Regions from separate parts of the Mus musculus genome. Here all the other regions are linked to region 1. Evidence: chromatin contacts called from public promoter capture Hi-C data. All regions are on one chromosome and are shown on one strand. The core of a region is the stretch at or near the end of the contact, and the rest is flanking DNA. Distances in the headings are between cores, read along the strand shown.

Region 1 (3,180 bases), core at 505-3,004:
TGAATATGCTTCTCTGGGTTATAGGAGCTGCAATTTTTTCTAGTGTCTCCAACACCAATATCCCATAAATACACCAGCTACTTCGCCTGCCTAAGTAAGCTACCTGCTTTTCTCAAAGCGCCTGCATTTACAGCTATTGTTTTATTTAGTCTATTGTGCCTTTCATTGGTAGAGACGGACACATGAGTGATGCTCACAAGATTTTATACTGTTCCTTCCAAGGTGAATTCTAAAATTACCTGAAATAACTGCCATGTGCACACAGAGGGCGGGGTCAGAATCCACTGCCTTCTATCTCCAGTTTTTAAACCTGACCAATGCTTTATTTTATTTTAGACCCTGCCTCTTACAAGGCACCAATCAACTGTAAGTAGGAAGTTTAGATTCAACCCTGCCATTCAGACTAGACTGTCAAAGGGGAGGGGGAGGGGCGATACCACTAGGAGGTATCAAAGCCCAGCTCCTGCAGCCCCTTTTCAAGGCTCCCAAAACCCTTTAAGAGCATCTTAGGTCTAACCAGTGTTTATAGCTCTGAAAAGAGACCCAGCTTCATTCGGCCTGTATCTCCATCTCTTTGGACTGATTCCTTAGCTCTTACCATCAGAGGGAGTCAAAACTCAGTGAAAATCAGGGTTAACCCCCCACCCCCACCCCCCAGCCCACCCCAGGGAGCTATGCCGCCACGTGCTCGGGTCTGCCAAAAGGTCTCTGCTTGTATTCCACCCCTTAAGAGAAAGTCCCTCCCTGTGTCCTCTTCCTCCTTCCCCTCATCCCTCCTGATGCAGAGGAGCCCTCCACTCCCAGGCAGAGAGAGCATGGCGCGCACACGTGGAGGCACAGCAAGCTTTGAATTCCAAGCAGCTTCCTGAAGTGGGCAGGGAGGAGGGATTTGGGATGCCTCTGTCACGCGTGCAGGAGCCCCGTCCTAGGATCACACCCGGCTCCAGATCCCTTACCCTGGGAAGGGCCGCACGCACGCCTTGGAGCTTCCGAGTGAGGCTTTCTGGCTCCGGCTTCTTGCTGGCAGGAGAGCCTCGGTCCTCCCTTCCTCACCCCGGGCTTCTCCGCGGGCAGGGTGACTTCAGAGCGTCCATGCAGGCAGGCAGGCAGGCAGCCTGGCTAGTGGCCCCACTTCTGCCCTGCCCTGATCTGTCCCAGCCAGGCCATAGCCGGGCTTTCTGACATGCTGGTGCTGGGGACTTCACTTCCTGGTTTGGCTTTTTTTTCCCTCCTCCTTCACAACTGAAAGTGGAACCGCTTTTGACTAGGAGGAGACAGATATCCAAAGCTACCCTAGCCGGTTTTCAAAGCCTTTAACCTCAATCCCCAGGGGCTGAAACACGAGCCACCTTTGCATCAACACAGTCCACCTGCTCCCGCTGGTCCCACTAGCTCTTCTCCAAGATGAAAATCCAAATGAAAACGAGTTGAGGTGGCCCTGGGTTCATTGCCAGAGAAACGGAGGTGACGTTGTTCCCCGCTGCGTTCGCAGGACAGGAAAGTCCAGCTAGAGGGACCTCCGCCCTTAGGTTAGATGCAGCACGACTGTCTCTTTCTCTGTGTAGCTCCTTTCGCCAGTCCCCAGACCTCCCTGATTCAAAAAGCCAGGCACCTCTGCACCTCGCAGAGACAACAGAATAGATAAATAAGCCAGGAACCACGGGGGCAGAGAGCCATTCAGTTGAAGTGGCTCCCTTTCCGCAGACACACCAGCTCAGCTCCGGCTCTCACCCCGCCAAGTTTAAGGATGAAATGTGTTCTGTGACCCCTCTTACACCTCAGCATTATCCGGGTTCACAGTTGTCTTAATCGATCACCCTTTGAGGTTCTGGTCTCCCAGGGACACAAGGAGACCTCGGTCTCAGAATTGGAAGAGAGATGACAGGTTCTGCCCCCTCCCTCTCCCCCACTCCCGCTGCAACCTCACGACACGCAGAATCAAGTAGCATTTTCCCGGCCTTGATCCCTCCAAGGATTGACAGGAAGTTCAAGGTGAAGACTTCACTAGAGTGCTAGCCTACCTTAGGATTCCTTCTTTGTGCAGAGAGCACCCCATACCCACCCACCCCTGCTATAAAGACCAGGAAAAACAAACCGGTGCCACACCTCAGAGACCTGCAGGTCTGACCCCTTGGGAAGGACGGATAGAGGTGCCTCTAGCTTTTGTTTAATTTTGGAGCTCAGCTTCCCAGGAGACTTTTCTCCCCCCCCCCCCCGGCGTCCCCCCCCCCCCCAGGAAAACCTCAGGTGGGAAAGTGCATGCCAAGCCTCAGATGTCTATCTAGGATATCTATCTCTGGTTTCTAAGTCCTGTTTTATCCCATCTCCCATAGCAGGAGCACACCAACTAGTCTAATTGTTGTTTTTGACGTCATGGATCTCTAGAATTAAGTGTCCGTTTCAGCAAGGGCTGGGTCATTCTAAGATCTTGTTGTCTTGTCTTTCCATCCAGTTCCACCGCATGGTAATGACACTCTAAATGTTTCCCACATGGGGAGGATTCTGACATCGCCCAAGATTTCTATACGATGGAGCAGACCGTAGAGACAGACTAGGTCAACTATAGCTCTACCACTAGCTATACTAGTGGGTTAGGCATACTACTCCCCTTATAGGAGATGCTCCTAATGTCACCACATACCCTGCCTTTAGGATGCTTTCCAGACCCTAAGAGTGTCACAACCCGGAAGTCCTTCCTCCCTCCGGAGACATCAACAATTGTTAAGTGGCTCCTCTTAAGAATTTCTGAATGGAAGATGAAAGAAACCTGCATCCTTGCTCCAACTTTACCCTTTACAAAAGGCTTTATACCCTCACATTCTCTTCCAATTCTTTTGATTTTTTTTTCCTCTTCTAAGAGTCAAGTGGCTCAAATGTTTTCCTTTCAAATTGACATCTTTCTTTGCCTCCCACACAAGTGAGCTGAGAGATTATCACCCCTGTTATGAAAGAGCTTTAGTCAGGTTACAGATGAATACACACTCACTTTCTCCCCCGCCATATCTATCTACTCCCTCTAGCCCATAGGCCAGAGAAGGCAGCTTACCTCTTGAGAATGGTCACAGCAGCTAGGTTGAGGAATGGCTTCTCTTGCAGCTAGCTCTCTCTGTTCAGCACCACATGAAGCTGCCTCTGCCTTTCCACGCTCCAGGACGAGGCGCACCTGAAGCCACCGGATCT
Region 2 (3,180 bases), core at 210-2,709, 2.2 Mb after region 1:
CAGATGGTTGTGAGCCATCATGTGGTTGCTGGGATTTGAACTCATGACCTCTGGAAGAGCGGTCAGTGCTCTTAACCGCTGAGCCATCTCTCTAGCCCTCCTGCCCATTTTTAAGCAACAGAAACAACTCTTGCTCTGATGGCTATAGTATGTGTGCAGGGTAGAGAGACTATCCTCAGAAGATGAACTCCGGTGAACAACAGTAGAAGCTGTGGGAAAGGGGCCCGGATGGGTCCAAGCGGTTTACAGCTTTAAGCAGGTTTCATCGAGGAGGTGACACTTGACGGGACTGTGAGTGTCAAAGATAGGGAAGGCCAGCTTAGGTGGAGTGAGGTGACCTGTGAGCTGTGATTAAGAAGAGTCACTCCAAATGAAATGGGGACTGCTTAGTTTCTTTTCCCGTCGTTGTGATAAAACATTCTGGCGAAAGGAATTTGAGGGGTAAAGGACTTCTTCGGCTTCCAGTTTCCGTTCATCTAGTCAGGGAGCCAGGCCTTACATCGGTAGTCAAGAGGCGAGAGTAATATATTCATGCTCGTCTTCAGCTCATTTCCATTGATTTTATACAGTCTAGAATCCTCTACCTAGGGAGTGGTTCTGCCCGTCTTAAATAACACAAGACAACCCTCCAGCCAGGCCCAGGGGCTTTTTCTCCCAGGCGATTCTAGAATGGTCAAGTGGACACCTCAGGGTAGGTTCGGTCTGGCTTCTATGCAGGCGTCACACAGGTGAGGTGGAAGTGATGCACCCCAGATAGGTGACGTGATGGAAGTGGGTGGGGCTACGGATCTACTTTGAAGCCAGGACCAAGCGGATCTTGGGCAGATGGGGCATGGACCGGGGAATAAGGCAGATATTACGTCAAGATTTTTGCCCTTAAAACATGGAATAGCCACCGACTGAGATGAAAAAGCCCTACGTGAAGAATGTTTTTGTTTGTACATAGGGTTAGGAGCTAGGTTTGGACGCTTTAACGCCCGATCGTTAGCCCAAGTGAGCAGTAAGTTTTGAAGCTGTTGGGAATAATCATTTGGAAGACATCTCTAAGGTCTCAGCAAGTTATATCCTGATCCAGTCAGTGTCTCCAGGACCCTAAAATAGGTTCTTGCAGAGCTGGCCACGACTCTCTCGTCTTAGCTGACCTAAAAGCTGGAACAAACCGGAGAAGCATGCAGCTTCCTTAGCTGGCAAAACGCCTGTCCTTCCTCTTAAATGGAGAGGAAGATCAGTGACGACTGACCGGCGCCTCTCCCAATTGGTTGCACAGAACACCACACCCTCTCCAAGCAACAGCCCAAAGGTTTTGGAATTCTGACACTCGGCCACGCCCACTCCGGTGAACGGGCGGGGTTTACAGCGGGGCGGAGCCTCTGCGTGAGCACGCCACAGAGGGGAGGAGTGGCCTGCCCGGTGCGCGCGCCTGGCCGTGGGTGATCAGCTGGTCTGCGCTCCCCTGACGTGGGCTGGGGCACGTCACCGCCGAATGGCAGCCTCCAGAAAGCCGCCGCGAGTAAGGTGAGGGGACTGTGCCGGCTGACCGGCATCCGGCGCCCGGCGCGCGAGCTGCACCCCCGGGAGGGTAGGGACGAGAGGGCGAGCAGCGACGGGCCCGCGGCCGTCCGGGGATGGCCTTGGCTAGCGGGGGTTGCCCCAGCGGGAACCGGGGAACGATCTGTGCAGCCCGGCAGGACTCAGCTCGCTTCCGGCGGGGCCCCCGGGCACCTCCGGGCGGCCGGAGCCGGTCCAGGGACCAGTGTGACCGAGGAACTGCCTCGCTGGTCCCGGGAAAGCGGTGATCCTTACCACCCCCGACCCTGAGGGGAGGCCCTGCTGTTGCAGGAAGTTGGTCCCTCTTGGATCCACCCCGGGTACCCAGAAGTGATTGTGCCCCTGCCCTTTTCCTTCCTCCACGGCGGCGATCTAAAGTTACAACCCTGATCATTCTGATGACTGCATTTTACCTCTTGATTCAAACTCCCAACAGAGACAGGCAGCCGTTGTGCCCTCCCCACCCAAATGGTCTCAGGGGCTGTATCAGGAAACAGATAGGCATAGCCTTCCGGAAAATCCTCCTGGAGCCTGCTCTGGGTTCTTCTTGGACACAGGAAGTGAGAAGACACTTCCCAGACTCATGTTGAACATGCTTTAGTGTATCCCTTCTGCACCCGAACCAGGCACACTTGGTTATTTAAAGTGGGAGATGCTAAGAACATAAAACCAGAATTAAAACTCTGAGGGGATGCACAGGGGCGTACCCATCCTCTCAGACCAGTTGAGTCTTGAAAGAACACATGAGGCACCGCAGCCCGACTTGTGAAATTCCGACCATATTATGCCTGTTTCTGTGAGTGGACAGATCTCAAGCCTACCTTGACCCAGACCTGGTCTTGTCACAGCGTGTTAAGTGTGACCAAGAAGTTTATATATGCACGATGGTGGGTGGTGTGGGTAATTGTCCATGTGGTTAGACCTTCCTGGACGTCTTCTGCTGGAAATAAAGTCAGGCAATTGGATAATGATGTAATGTCAAAGGTTCGGAGGCAGCTTGAGGACCACACCACAGTCGTTGCTGGATCCTGGATCCGTAGTCACAGTATTGGGGGTGGTCAGTGAACGTCAGATGGTAGGCTGAGAGGGAGGGTGCCTTCCGGAAGTGGTAGAATTTCAGTGCCATCCAGTGTACAGATGAGGACCCCTTTCAGTTTAGAAGGTCAAACTGAACTCCTTGAAGGAGGCAAATGGAGGCTGGTGGCTGTTAGTGAAGCCAAAGATAGTCGAACCAATCCTGGCACCAGACTTGTCTTCCCCGTCTCACTTCTAGCTCCAGTTGTGTTCAGCTCTCGCTTGGGCAGACTTTTTCCTTCCCGCAGGTGGTGAGAGTTCTAGGCTGACAGTCACTAGAAACAGCCTTATGGTGCGGCTGGAGCAGAGGTCTTAGATCTCCTTCTCACTGAACTCACTTGATGGTTCATGCTATCTGAACTGGTCGTTAGGACCAGAGGGGTGTATTTACCAAGCTTGCATCCATGATGCGCATGGGTTCATGTGATAACAGCAGGTGATAGGTACTTACACCAAACCCTTGGACCGAAATGGGTATGGGGATTGTCATTGTCAGAGCAAAGTGGTGGTTGTCACGTCAAGAGCGGTGGGTTCTGGGTAGTGGAGGACATCTTTGCC
Region 3 (3,180 bases), core at 280-2,779, 2.1 Mb after region 1:
GCTATAACATCTTCCAGAAGTGCTCGAAAAGAAACAATTCTATCAATGAGTCAGCCTTGTACCTTAAATACACAGGTCATTCTACTGGTCAAGTAACTTCATTTTAAAAGGACATATTACACTGTACTCTTACTAGAAGTCTGCCAAAACCCAAATCAGTACATGTTCAGCACACTGAGGATGGAGTCCATTCTAAGAAAGGCAATCATTTCATACTGCTAACTCTAAAATTTCTATAATTTTATAAATCACTGTAAAGAACTCACACATGTTTATGTAGCTCATCCCAAGCCCCAGAGTCTTATCAATTCCTTCCTGAGCCTGGCTCCTAATCCTCACTCAAAGCCTCTTGGCTGAGCTAAATCCCACACCACTCTAGCAAAGTCAATTCCAAGAGCACATGTGCCAAGGATATTTAGTGGTTTTCCTTACACTCCCACTTTAAACGGGCATCTACTTGCAATTAAATCTCTGCAACAAAAAAAGTTCACCTGAGGCCATTCTTGTCATTTTAATAGAGGCCTGGTTTAATAGTGGCCTTGCCTCAGCTATTACATACCTCCAAAGAGGTTGGAAGTGCCCCAAACACCAGCAAACCAAATCTGCTGCCAACTGGGCTGTCACCCCGCAAGGAAGAATAAAGTATCAGGAATGCTTGAAAGGTTATAGTGTGTGTGTGTGTGTGTGTGTGTGTGTGTGTGTGTGTGCGCGCGCGCGCGCGTGCTCGTGCGCACTTTTAGTGTGTGTGTGCTGGGGAGGGTCACACTGATTAGATAAAGTGGTTGAACAATTTCAACTTGTGACTGAAGTTTCTTAAGCCACGAGGGGGTAAAAAAAAAAGAAGAAGAAAAAAGAAAACAACAAATCAACACGGTCTTCTTCCACCTTCTCCAAGCGCGGGAACCTCCCACCGTCCCCGCGAGCACCTTCGGGGTCAGCAAGGCTCCCCGCAGAACAGGATTTTGCAATCCCACGCCCTCGCTGGGGGAAGCCGGGGACGCCCGGGTGAGTCCCGGCCCACTCTGCGGCGCCGCACCCCGACTCCTCGCCCCCAGGTCTGCACTCCTCGGCCCCGTGGGGCTCGCGTTCCCGCCCCGAGCACGGTTCACCTGAGGCCGCGCGGCCAGCCAGTCCGAAGCCCCCTCGGCGTGGGAAGCGCGGCGGGACCCCGGGCCCTCCGCTCCCGCAGGATTACCTCGCAGCGCAGCCGGCTTTGTGCCCACTCCTTCGCCACCGCCGGGCTGCAGCGGCCGCCCGGTCCGCCGCAGCCGCCTCTTAACGTCGCTCGCTCGGTTCCCGAGGAGAGGGCCGGGAAGGGAGGGGGCGTGGAGACGCAGGACCTGGACGCCGAGCCCTCGGCAGCGGGAAGTGGCGACACCTGGTCGCCGACGCGTCTAGCTCTCGCTGCTTCAAAACATCATTTAAAGCCCTTTCCTCTCCCTCCAGCCCCTCGCCCGCACGACCGTTACCGGCGGGCGCCTCGCGCTCTGGCGGGACCAGCCGAACTCCCCACGAACGCCCTCTGGCCCGCCCCTTGGGCTCCGCCTCCACAGGGTCCAGGACTCCGCCCCCTACAGGCTTAGTCTCGCTTAGCACCCCGAAGGCCCCGCCCCACAGGCCTGAACGCCTTGGCCCCGCCTACCACAGGCCACGCCTCAGGGCTCTTGATTCCGCCCTCTACAGGCTTGACCCTTCTAGTACCCCAGCTTCAAGGCCCCGCCCCATGGCCCGAGAGCTCTAGCCCCGCCTCTTATAGGCCACGCCCCAGCAGCCTTCACTCCGCCCAGTACGGGCTGGGCCCTCGTAGCTCAAAAGCGTGCCCCTGGTTCCGCCCTTCGCCAGCCCAGCGTTTTTGCTCCGCTCCTAATAGGCCACGCCCCCAACAGGCTCTCGCAGGTCCAGGCCCCGCCTCTGCTGCCCCTTGAGATCTCTGGCCCCGCCCCTCGAGGCCCCCCTTCGAGCTGCAAGCTCCGTATCCGTGCAGCTGCGGCAGTGGGGGCCTACGTGCTCCGCAGGCGGAGGGCCTGTTGCAGGGCGCCTGCCTGGCGCCTCTGCAAGGTCTTCCTCCCTCAGTGCAGCTCCGATCCGCTGCCGGAGAAGGAAACGACCCCGAGAGAAACCCGATTGAGAGTGGGAGGGTGACGCCACGGAAACATCTACCTCCCCAGTCCTAACGTGCTTCCCCCACCCAGTGAATCTCAGCTGAGCCGTAGCTTTCAGATTGAGCTTCTGTGGCCCACTGAGGCCGCTGGGTTTTTGGGGGGAGAGGCCACAATAGTTGGACTTCAGCTCGGCTCCCACAGGAGGGGGCCTCGATTTTCTCTTCAGCATATTTGCGTTTGGGGGAGCCTCCCGCCTTCACTCACTCCCACAGAGGGACGGGGCAAGGGCCTTTATATTCATTTGGACCAGCCCAAACTCTGCACTCCTACTTTGGCTAATTGCCTCTTAAACCTTCTGAGAGCTGACCTCTTGGGAGATGAAAAGTCTAGGCTCCGCCAGCAGCCTTCAAAATCTGTCTAAAGCCAGGCAAACTTTGCAACACTCATTTGCAGAGTCGGGGATCCCTCCACAGGTGACACTGGGCTGCCCACCCCCGCCTCCCAGACGGGTTTCTCACCCCAACCTATTCTCGAAATAGACCTCCAGGCACACGCTCGCTGCTCTCCTCTGCCACCCACGACTTGCACACCACTCCGGCACACATGCCCTCTCCACTGCACGAATTCACCCTCAAGCACACTCCTCCCAACACCATTCTAGTGATTCATGGTCCCTGGGGTTAACCCCACCCTAACACACACAGCAAACTTCATTTCCCCACCCTTATCTCCCGTCCTTTCCAAGGCACTGGCGACAGGCCACTTCATTTCCTTCCTCATCTGCAGGCTCTCTTCCCCCTCAAATACTTCGCGCCAGCCTCCTCATCTTCATCCCCTTTCCCAAAAAAAAATGTGCTAATTAAAATGTAGTTTCCTCTTCCCACATACGAAGTGTGGCAAATGAATAGCGTTCTTGGCAAACGCTGCAATTCATTTATCCTCCTTTTCTCTCTCCACTGGACTAAAGCTATAGAAATTTTAGTCTGCCACTATCACCCATTTGCTTTTTTTCTAAAAAGGAGAGAGAGACCATGTCTTCTTATTTTTAAACACTCAACATTCGTGGGGGAAGTCTTGC
Region 4 (3,180 bases), core at 205-2,704, 2.1 Mb before region 1:
ATCCATATAATTTATTCATAGTTATCTTTTAGTTATCATTATATCAAGCAATGTTGAACTTTAAAAGTTTGATGACTCTTTATAGTCTGAAGTATAATACAAAATATCAATATAAGTGTTGTTAAAAGTTTTAAAAATTATTTTACCAATGCTGTTGCACACTGACTCCATATTAAGCAAGAAAAGTAGAATTGGCATCTTAGAGTGCAGTTCTCTACCCCATGTGTCAACACTGCTCCTCAGGCAACCCCATTTCTTTCTTGTTTGATGTGCCACCAAGCGAAACCCAAATTCCACGAAGTATGTAAAAAGCAATTGTGTTAAAATTTTGTCTCCATATCTGAAACTCACAACTCTAATTTTCTTAGCTGACCCTAAAAACCACCGTGGTATTTTGTCATCTTTTTACTTTTCTTTAGAAAGTCATGTGAATTTGAAAGTGCTACTATTAGGCCATTCTCAATATGCAAAGAAAATGCCATTAAAAAAAAAAAAACACAGTAACTTTCTTCACATAGGATGATACTCAGTCCAAAATTAGCTAGTAAAATAAAGCAAAGGGTCGCGTTTAGCACCGACAAGAAAAGCATTCTCTTCCTAGGTTTTTGGGTGCTGTACGTTTGGCGGTTTGAGTTCTGTCCCCCCGGTGCTGTTTAGGACCAGGCTCACAGTACAGCGGTTGCAGGCTGCGCCAAGAGCCTCCAGGAAGCGCATTACAGACAAGAAAAGGGAAACAGATGGTGTGAGCTGGGCGATCGCGGACCCGCAAACTCCCGCAGATCGATCACCGAGGTCCGGCCGAGGTGGGCCGCTGGGCCCGAGCTGGCAGAGCCGGTACCGGTGTGGACCGGGCCCCAGGGTCCCCGCCGCTCCTCTCTCACCCGTACCAAAGCAAAAGCAAGCCCTGCCCACCAGCACCGCCGTTCTTTTGTCTTGCGCGGCGCTGGCCACGTAGCCCCGGAGGTTAACGGCCAGGAGGCCTCGGGAGCCGCCCGGTCCCCGGCTGGAGAGCAGAGGCCCCGGGGGTGCCCAGGCCTCGCCGCAGCCTCCCTCCCCGCGCCTCGCAGCCCCCCGCACCCCAATCGGACTCACCGCCTCCACGGCATGCTGCAGGATGGACGTAAGCTTGGAGAACATCCTGTCCCGGGACTGCAGCAGCTTCTCCCGGGACGACCTGGAGAGCTCCTCGATGCGCCGCCGCCGCCCCTGCTGCGGCTGCCCGGGCCGCTCCAGAGTGAAGGCCGGTGCGGGCGGGCCCGGGCGGGGAGCGGAGGGCGGAGGCCGGGCGGGAGGCGCGGCGGCTCTGATCGGAGGACGCGGGGCCGCGGCGGGCGGCTCCGAGGTCGTTCGGCTGCAATCGGGGCACCGCGGAGCTCAGCGGCGGCGACGCGGACACGGTGGCAGGAGCTCGGGCTCTTCCGGCTGCCGTGCCCGCCGCGGCCTGCAGGGGACGCTGATGCGGCCCGGGGAAGCCCAGGTCTCCGCTGCCGGCGTCGCTGGACGCGGGGCGGGGCGCGCAGAGGCCAGGGCGGGGAGGGCGGGGCCAGCAGGGAGGGCGGGGCCGACTTGAGGGCGGGGCCGATGGGGAGAGCAGGGCGGGCGGGGTCGGCGGGGCGCTGAAAGGCTGAGGCCAGGAGGGAGGGCGGGCCTGGCGTGGCGCACCCGGCGGTGCTGGCACTCGTCTCTCGGTGACCAGAGAGCAGTGTGAGGATTTGGCAGCGACGTGTTGACGCTGCGCTTGCGTACCATACGTAGGGCAAGACTGGAAGGCCGCTGGGAAAATACCAGCATCCCGAACGCAAAAAACGGACAGCGGGTCCACGTGCTAGGGATTCGACCGCATCCAATGCAGGTGGGAAGATCCCGCTAGACTAAAATAGCTTATCCTTATCAAAACCCGGAAATGCCAAATGGACACGTGGGATGAGGGTTCGGTTAAATAACGCAGGATGGTGGCCTACAAGGTTTCAGTGTGTTTCTGGAAAAGGAAATAATATTCAGGATGCCTAACACCGATGAGTGAAGCCTCAAGTTAATGAGCCCTGGGCTGGAGGCTTCCTAAAACACTATGCAAATGTGTATTAAACAAGGCGTAGAGGAAACACTGACCATTTTAAGATGGTTGATGCAACTTCTGAAAATCTGAAGAACTTTGTTTCAAGCTGGTATTAGCATTTCACGAAAAGGATCGGGGAGTTCTGCATTAGGGTGAAGTAGATTTCTCATTAACATGGATGAAAAATACCTATTGATAGTATAATTCGTTGAGCAGAGGGCAGAAGAGGGCGCCGCAACTCTGAGCAGGGTTGAGAAGCCTGTTTGGATCCAGCTCTGCCATTCTGGGCCGTGAGGTTACCAATGTAGCAGTGAAGAAAGCCGGGGATCACAGGCTCTCCTCCTTGTTATAACATTAGTAACAACACAAGAGGAGAGGAAACCAAGAGAGAAGGTAAGGGGAGACTCGAGTCTTTCTCATGCTTTGGTTGTTTGCTTCTGCTATGCTCAAAAGCAGGTAAGCATAGCCTTGCTTTCTGTAAACTAAAACGCTGGCAACATCCTCTGTTATTTGTTGGACATTGAGCTGTGTTCCTTGCCACGTTCAAGGTCCTTGTTCCTGCTCCATCCTAGAGCACACAATGTTTGTTGTTATTATTCATACTACTTATGAGGTTTGGTCAGTTTATCAACCATAATAATTTTCCTGGCTAATTACATGGCAGTTTGTATTTTCACAATGTCCTGCAGCCACAACTTGTGTAGGGAGTGATGTTTAGGCGGGCTACAAGTTGTGTGTGATGGATATTTAACTTTGCATACTTATTATAAGCACAATAAAATATATGTTTGGCTATGGGTTAATATCAATACTCAATGATTTATCTGCCTGGTCCCTAATTTCTAAGACGCACAAGTTAGCTAGAACTGTAACTGAGCCAGTAGGTAGATTTCCTACTCCCGTTCCGAATGCTGGGAGAGGCACTAATGTAAAGCCAGTAGGTAGATTTCCTACTCCCGTTCCGAATGCTGGAGGAGGCACTAATGTATAGCCAGTAGATAGATTTCCTACTCCCGTTCCGAATGCTGGAGGAGGCACTAATGTATAGCCTGCCTAGTGCTTGGATGCAGTTGTTGATGCAGTTGGACTCACCTCAACCACTGCTTTGAGGAAACCCAAGAGGA

Evidence for each region. Promoter capture Hi-C pulls out the DNA fragments that hold promoters and counts their contacts. Capture Hi-C pulls out chosen DNA fragments and counts their contacts.
Region 2: a promoter capture Hi-C map of liver shows a contact between it and region 1, with 4 times the contacts expected there. The contact joins the promoter of Xpnpep1 here to the promoter of Acsl5 in region 1. A contact is called at or near these places in 1 of 39 promoter capture datasets (pre-B cells) and 2 of 9 other capture datasets (adipose tissue and liver).
Region 3: a promoter capture Hi-C map of pre-B cells shows a contact between it and region 1. The contact joins the promoter of Add3 here to the promoter of Acsl5 in region 1. A contact is called at or near these places in 5 of 39 promoter capture datasets (the 3T3-L1 cell line, the C10 cell line, embryonic stem cells and 2 more).
Region 4: a promoter capture Hi-C map of liver shows a contact between it and region 1, with 2.3 times the contacts expected there. The contact joins the promoter of Fam160b1 here to the promoter of Acsl5 in region 1. A contact is called at or near these places in 1 of 39 promoter capture datasets (liver), 1 of 484 Hi-C or Micro-C datasets (B cells), 1 of 115 datasets of contacts at active chromatin or transcription factors (hepatocytes) and 2 of 9 other capture datasets (adipose tissue and liver).

Annotation. Positions count from the first base shown.
Region 1 is chr19:55,251,943-55,255,122 of GRCm38.p6, reverse strand. Acsl5 (acyl-CoA synthetase long-chain family member 5) reads right to left here and starts at 1,754. Exons shown (of 22, transcript NM_027976.2): 1 at 957-1,754.
Region 2 is chr19:53,036,849-53,040,028 of GRCm38.p6, reverse strand. It overlaps Xpnpep1 (X-prolyl aminopeptidase (aminopeptidase P) 1, soluble), which reads left to right and starts at 1,459. Exons shown (of 20, transcript NM_001374834.1): 1 at 1,459-1,515.
Region 3 is chr19:53,141,105-53,144,284 of GRCm38.p6, reverse strand. Add3 (adducin 3 (gamma)) reads right to left here and starts at 1,529. Exons shown (of 15, transcript NM_001277100.1): 1 at 1,196-1,529.
Region 4 is chr19:57,359,283-57,362,462 of GRCm38.p6, reverse strand. It overlaps Fam160b1 (family with sequence similarity 160, member B1), which reads right to left and starts at 1,454. Exons shown (of 17, transcript NM_145505.4): 1 at 1,093-1,454. The coding sequence starts at 1,137. It overlaps B230217O12Rik (RIKEN cDNA B230217O12 gene), which reads left to right and starts at 1,564. Exons shown (of 3, transcript NR_040316.1): 1 at 1,564-2,449.